Regions from separate parts of the Mus musculus genome. Here region 2 is linked to region 1. A link is a contact called in public Hi-C data. All regions are on one chromosome and are shown on one strand. Each heading gives the region's core, a stretch centred on a gene start, on an enhancer-like site or on the middle of the called end of the contact. The rest is flanking DNA. Distances are from core to core; before and after follow the strand shown.

Region 1 (2,853 bases), core at 115-2,614:
AGGTTCAGTGAGAAACTGTCCCAGAAGACAAGGTGGAGAGTGATGGAGGAGGACACCTGATGCTAACGTCCGGCCTTCGAGTGCACATGTAGCAGGCTTGGTTTTTAGCTTGTTTAGTTTTTTTCTTACAGCACCTGAAAGTTAAGAGGAAAACACACACACACACACACACACACACACACACACACACACACACACACAGAGGCATGGATCTAGAGGTCCTGTTTGTCCCTGATAGGAGGAAAATGGCCACCATGGTGACTATAGCCAGTCTTCCTTCCTTTGTTCCCTTTGCATGATCTGTGCACATGTCCTTACCTTGTTCAGCCAGTATCTAGGGTTTATCAGAATTTCAATTCGGCTTTTATAGAAAAAAATTAAAACATTAGCATATGATCTGGGGAATTTTACTAACAAAAATAATTAAAAACTCATATCGAAGTGATCAGGGGCATTCTTGAGTGCATATCAATTTGTCAGTGTGAAAGAGAGGCAGAGGCAAGGACACAAAAATGGAAAGATTATTCAATCCTGTAGTGTGTTGGGTTTCTTTTTTTCTACTGCAGAGGAATAAGATTTGTATTTACCTTCTGCTGGTTTGGGCATGTTAGCTTTTGGTGAATGAGTGCATGTTTCACATTTCTATTGCATGTCAGAATCTAATGAAAACCCAAGTAATTTTGACACTGTAAAGTTTCTATCTCTGTAGCTGTCATTAGTTTGGGAAAATGGGAAAGTTTTTATTTCAAGTGTTAAACTAGCCCCTTCCATTTCTGAGGGAGCAAAAAAGATGGAACTGCCTAGCATACATCTACAGCATTGTCAGCCTTTGGCATGGCTAATTGTTTGCTTTTCCTGGCAGCAAAGGATCAGAGTTATATTATTAAATACCAGAAAAAAAATCAGTTTTGAAGTAATTATCTGGCATCTCTTTCTTTCAAAGCTTATCTTATTTTGGTAGAATTTAATTTCATACTGTTATATTTTAGTAGGAGAATGGCATCGAGTCTCCCATGCTGTGATGTTTAACTCAAGTCTGTGTTACTGCTGGGTAGCAGTTGGAAAGAGGCCATTTCTACTCAGTTCTCCAGATAGGAGCTACCACACTGTTCTGTAACCATGGCAGGGACCTGAACTCTAGTTTAAGTATGTATTTGCCATCTGCTCTGCACCAGCTGGTGTTCTAGACAGTGAGAATGTAGAAATGGATTTGGCATAGTGCCCTCTTGAGGAATTCATGTGCACAGGGAGACAGATGTAAGAACTTGCCATTTAAGTGAGTTCTTGAGGCTAGCCTGAGATTGAGTGACTGCGGTGTGTACCAGAGAGATGGGAAGGCTCCACTGAGCTCAAGATGAGCCGGGTGCCTATGTGAAAAGCTGAGGGAAGCAGGGGATGGGCATCATGCTGTGGGCTGGCCTCGCTCACAAGGGGAGTGCCGGTGCCTGTGAGCCTGGCTTGTGGCTCAGCACTGGGTTTTGCCAGCTGGCCTCTTTCTGCATTTAGCTGGAATGTGAGGACAGTTATAGCCTTTGGAGACTATCAGAGATTTCATTTCTGAGCCTTCTTGTGCTGTTTTAAAAATGGACTTTCATTGTGCTACCTGCTTACATTTGCTTTTAGTTATTTAAGACAATTGCATTTGGTGTTCCCCTAGGCCCTTGTTTACCGTTTTTCTCAATTTGTATATCTCTGTCTTTGTCTTTTCCACTGCCCTTCTCTCCGCTTCCCCATCTCTTCAGTGGACTTTCTCCTAGTGACTTAGGGGTTTTTAATTTGTTCCTGTTCTGTGGGATTGTCCTCTTTAAACATGGAGGGCCCATGGCTCCTGTCTTGTAAGCTTGTCCTCAAACTGTGCTTTGCTTTTGTCTCCACCTCCTGACATCACAGAAGGTTTATCCACCTCTTGCCAATTTAACATTAGAAAAGATTCTGAGACTGGTGAGATTGCTCAGCAGGTAAGAGCACTGACTGCTCTTCCAAAGGTCCTGAGTTCAAATCCCAGCAACCACATGGTGGCTCACAACCATCTGTAATGAGATCTGACACCCTCTTCTGGTGTGCCTGAAGACAGCTACAGTGTACTTCTAATAATAATATAAATATATAAATATAGATGTATAATAATAAATAAATAAATCTTTGGGCCAGAGCAAGCAGGGACTGAGCAAGCAGGGGGTCAACCAGAGCAAGTAGGGTTGATCAGAACAAGCAGAGGTCCTAAAATTCAATTCCTAACAACCATATGGAGGCTCACAACCATCTGTACAGCTACAGTATACTCACATACATAAAATAAAATAAATAAATATGAAAGGAAGGGAGGGAGGGAGGGAGGAAGGAAGGAAGGAAGGAAGGAAGGAAGGAAGGAAGGAAGGAAGGAAGGAAGGAAGGAAGGAAGAAAGAAAAAGATTCTGATGCTATGCTGACAATACAATTTGGGCCCATTGCCTGCGTGTGGCAGTTGTCTTCCTGTGTTCTGTCTGTAAACATCTCAGTAAACTGTAGCCCTGTTAAAGGAGGGGTTGAGAGTTTTTCATGAACTAGCAGCCTGTGAGCTCCAGAATTTTACTCTCCTTGTCACTGGCCCACTGAAGACCTTTGAGCTACTCCCTCAGCAGTGCTGAAACCCTGTCCTCTGCAGATCTTATCCCAGTTTCATCCTGGGGACTTCTTATTTCCTACTCTGGATTTTCACTTCTGCTTTTACAAAATTATGCAAATGCCCTTCCAAGGATTAAGCAGACCATATCCCACCAGTCTTGCAGGAGCTACGGAGAGCAGCTGTGCGCCAGGGGCCTGCAGTATTTCCTCTGAACTTTCCTTGACTGCCTGCTTCTTGTATTATTGTCT
Region 2 (2,853 bases), core at 144-2,643, 300 kb after region 1:
ACTGGGCATGGCCTGCCCCCTGGCATGTCGACCCATGCCTACCCAGTGAGCGTGCATCTTTTTAACTTTATGGGCCTTGTTCACAAGGAGATCCGCCTTCTGCCCAGCCGGATGCCAACCCCCTCCCGCCGTTCCCAGACTCGCTGTTGGCACGGCCTACTGAGCAGAGACACTGGCCGCTTTATGGGAGAAACCTAATCAGGGAAGCCAAGAGAGGGGGGGTTACTGTGGGGGGGGGTCTGGCTCTTGGTGGCCCCAAGCCAAGCCTGAGGTGACTTCAGGGTGACACTGTCTGTCTGCCTCTCTCCCTCCAGACATCCGCCCAGCCCTGAAAGGGCCACCTGCCTGCCTAGGCCTTTGGCACACCTGTCCTGGCCAGCCTGGCTCCTCCCCCAGGCAGACACTGCAGGACTGGGACAGGACTGAGAGGTGGCGGCTGGCAGATGGCAGGGCGTCTGCTGACTGCTCACTCCCTGCCCGCCCCGCCACTGGCCCTCCTCCAGCCTGTCCCCACTGGGTCCCTGCAGTCTCTTTCAGGACCCCTTCCTTGTTACCCCTTGAGAAAGGAGTCATTTCTGTGGGTCCCAAGCCCCAGGCCCGAGGCCAGGCTGTTTCACAGGTGGGCTTGACACATCGGAACGCTTCCCAAATATGGAACTGGGCCTTTTCCTTCTCCTTCACAAATGGCTCTAGAGATGACCAGAGATCCAGTAAGGGTGACCCTCCCTGAAGTCTTGTGGAACCAGCGTAAGTCCCCCACAGGTAGAGTAGAGCTGCCCTGGAACTGAAGAGACCATGATAGCCATGCCTGCCACCAGAGTGTGGAGAGGCACTGTGAGAGGAATCGGCCTAAGACAGGCACCTGTGGGTCAGCCTCACCAGAGCAGAGCCAGCACCCCCCTGCCCCCCCCCCCCCCCCCGGGGAGCAGGAGCCTTGTGGAAAGAAACAGGAAAAACAGGTCAGCGGTTCCTGGCAGACGGACAGACCAGAGCAAAAGCCAGGAGGTGGGAAGGACCTGGGAGATGGCCAAGGAGGGCAGAGGAGGCTTGCCCAGGGCATTTCGAGGCTTTGTGGGTTGGGGGCAGGGCTGATGGGCGCAGTGGGAAGGATCCGAGAAAGGGTGTCAGCGTGACAGATAGCTCGGCTGTCTTGGGAGCCCATGCGAGGCTGGTAGTCAGGGAGGGGGCTTTCCCACCCTGTGTGTCCTCACCAGACCCTCAGTAGCCAATGGGCTCATCTTCCCATCCTTGAGTCGTGGTTGGGGGAGGGGGGTGTTAACAAGGCCTGCAACAAAGCACTCCGGCTTGACGGACAGAAGTGGGCAGATCCTTGTCTCCATATTCTGTACCCCAGGCTCAGCTCCAGAGCCCTTCAGCTGGCCAGGCTTCTCCCTCACTGTCCCCATGTCCCTGCTTGGCCTTCCTTCTGTCTTACTAATGGCTCTGCCATGATGATTTGGGCCCGAGGGAGGTAGGATAGTGACTTGATTCATGGTGTGAGTCTGTAGTCCAGTGAGCCCTTTCTCTGGGTCTCTGCTCTTTGGGAGAGTTCAAGCCCCATTTGCCCTATGTCCTAGGGAAGTTGCACGCGGGCCACTGGCCACCCACAAAAACACGCTTGCCCACCATGGGTGAAGTTGGAGCATAGTCTCTGACCCACATGCCCAGCACAGGGCTGAGCTTAGAGGCCGTTCCATCCAAGGCTTTGCATGCAAAGTGTCACCAGGCAAAAGGCAGACTGGATGAAAATGCCATTGTGCTATAGGATCTTAAGGAGTGGCCAGGGGAGGCCACCAGGGGCCAGGCTTTCTCCCTTCTGAAGTTGATGATCATTGCTTTTGTTTCTAACCCCCAAGGTGGTCAGGAAGTGGAACCAAGCAGGAAGTTCTGCATGCCTATGGCTTCCCTGTGGTAAGTAGGGCCCCAATGTCCTTCCTCTGGAAAGTAGGGAGACTTGAGAGTAAGGAAGGCTAGGGTCAGAGGCACATCCCTGCCAGTGCTCCAGGACCTGCCCTCAGCTTAGATGTCTTTACCTAGAGGCTTTGTGCTCCCCCCAACCCCTGCCCTCAGTATTGTGCCCCACCCCACCCCCCAGCAATCTACCCCAGATGACACATCTACCCATGATATGATATGGTGACTTTTGACCCCGTATCGGCCTACTTAGACTGGGCATGGCTTAACAGAGGTGCAGTTCCATTCATCACCAGCTCCAAGTGGAAGAGACGTAGCCTCCCAACCTGAGGACAAGGTCACCGAGCCCTGAGAGACCTCTGGGGACCTCAGCATGAGGTCCCTCTCTTTTCTCTGTACCCCGGGCACCATCACTTAATCCCCCCAGTGTGATCCTGCTTCCCCCAGGCCAGGCCACTTGGTATCAATGGAGGATCTGCCAGAAGGTCTTGCCTAGAGAAAGGCCAGATGAGGGAGACAGAGGCACATCTGTTCCCGTGTTGGGCTAAGGCACAGTGCGTGGTGGCCCACTGTCCTTGCTAGAACTAGGGTGCTTGTGTCCTGGTGTTTCTCTACCATAGCTTGGGCTCTGCAAGGCTTCTGTTGCAATGAAGCCCAGATTCAGGGAGGCTCACCAAGTGCAGAAAAGGCGCTTTGGGGCTGACACAGTGGCATACACCGGCCTCCTGCTGCTAAGTAGAGTGGCTGAGAATCCCCAGGGGCCAGCCAAAAGGACCCCACGGAAATGCATGATGGTGCCCAGAGTCAGAGGGGCCAGTCTCGACCTTCCAGCCAGACCTGCCCACGTACTTGTATCCTGACAGCCAAGGGCAGAACCCGAAGTGTTGAGAGACCTGGGGTTGATGTCTGACCTCTTTCCTCCTTCAAAGTGCTTCTGGG

What was found. Hi-C and Micro-C count contacts between places; a contact is called where the count stands out from the background.
Region 2: a contact with region 1 is called in a Hi-C map of cerebellum, with 2.0 times the contacts expected there. The contact joins the promoter of Lncppara here to the enhancer-like site in region 1. A contact is called at or near these places in 2 of 39 promoter capture datasets (the 3T3-L1 cell line and hippocampal neurons), 1 of 15 datasets of contacts at CTCF or cohesin (the NIH/3T3 cell line) and 3 of 484 Hi-C or Micro-C datasets (the G1E-ER4 cell line, Sertoli cells and cerebellum).

The regions. Positions count from the first base shown.
Region 1 is chr15:85,402,212-85,405,064 of GRCm38.p6, forward strand. All of the region lies in intron 9 of Atxn10 (ataxin 10), which reads left to right. Among named protein-coding and RNA genes, the nearest start is that of Gm23517, 52 kb to the left of the region's middle. Within about 2 kb of position 1,365, at least 83 of the 459 cell types and tissues checked have an H3K27ac peak or open chromatin away from gene starts, as enhancers often do. A contact at or near this core is called in cerebellum, where this site is marked.
Region 2 is chr15:85,702,380-85,705,232 of GRCm38.p6, forward strand. Lncppara (long noncoding RNA near Ppara) reads left to right here and starts at 1,394. Exons shown (of 2, transcript NR_110483.1): 1 at 1,394-1,911.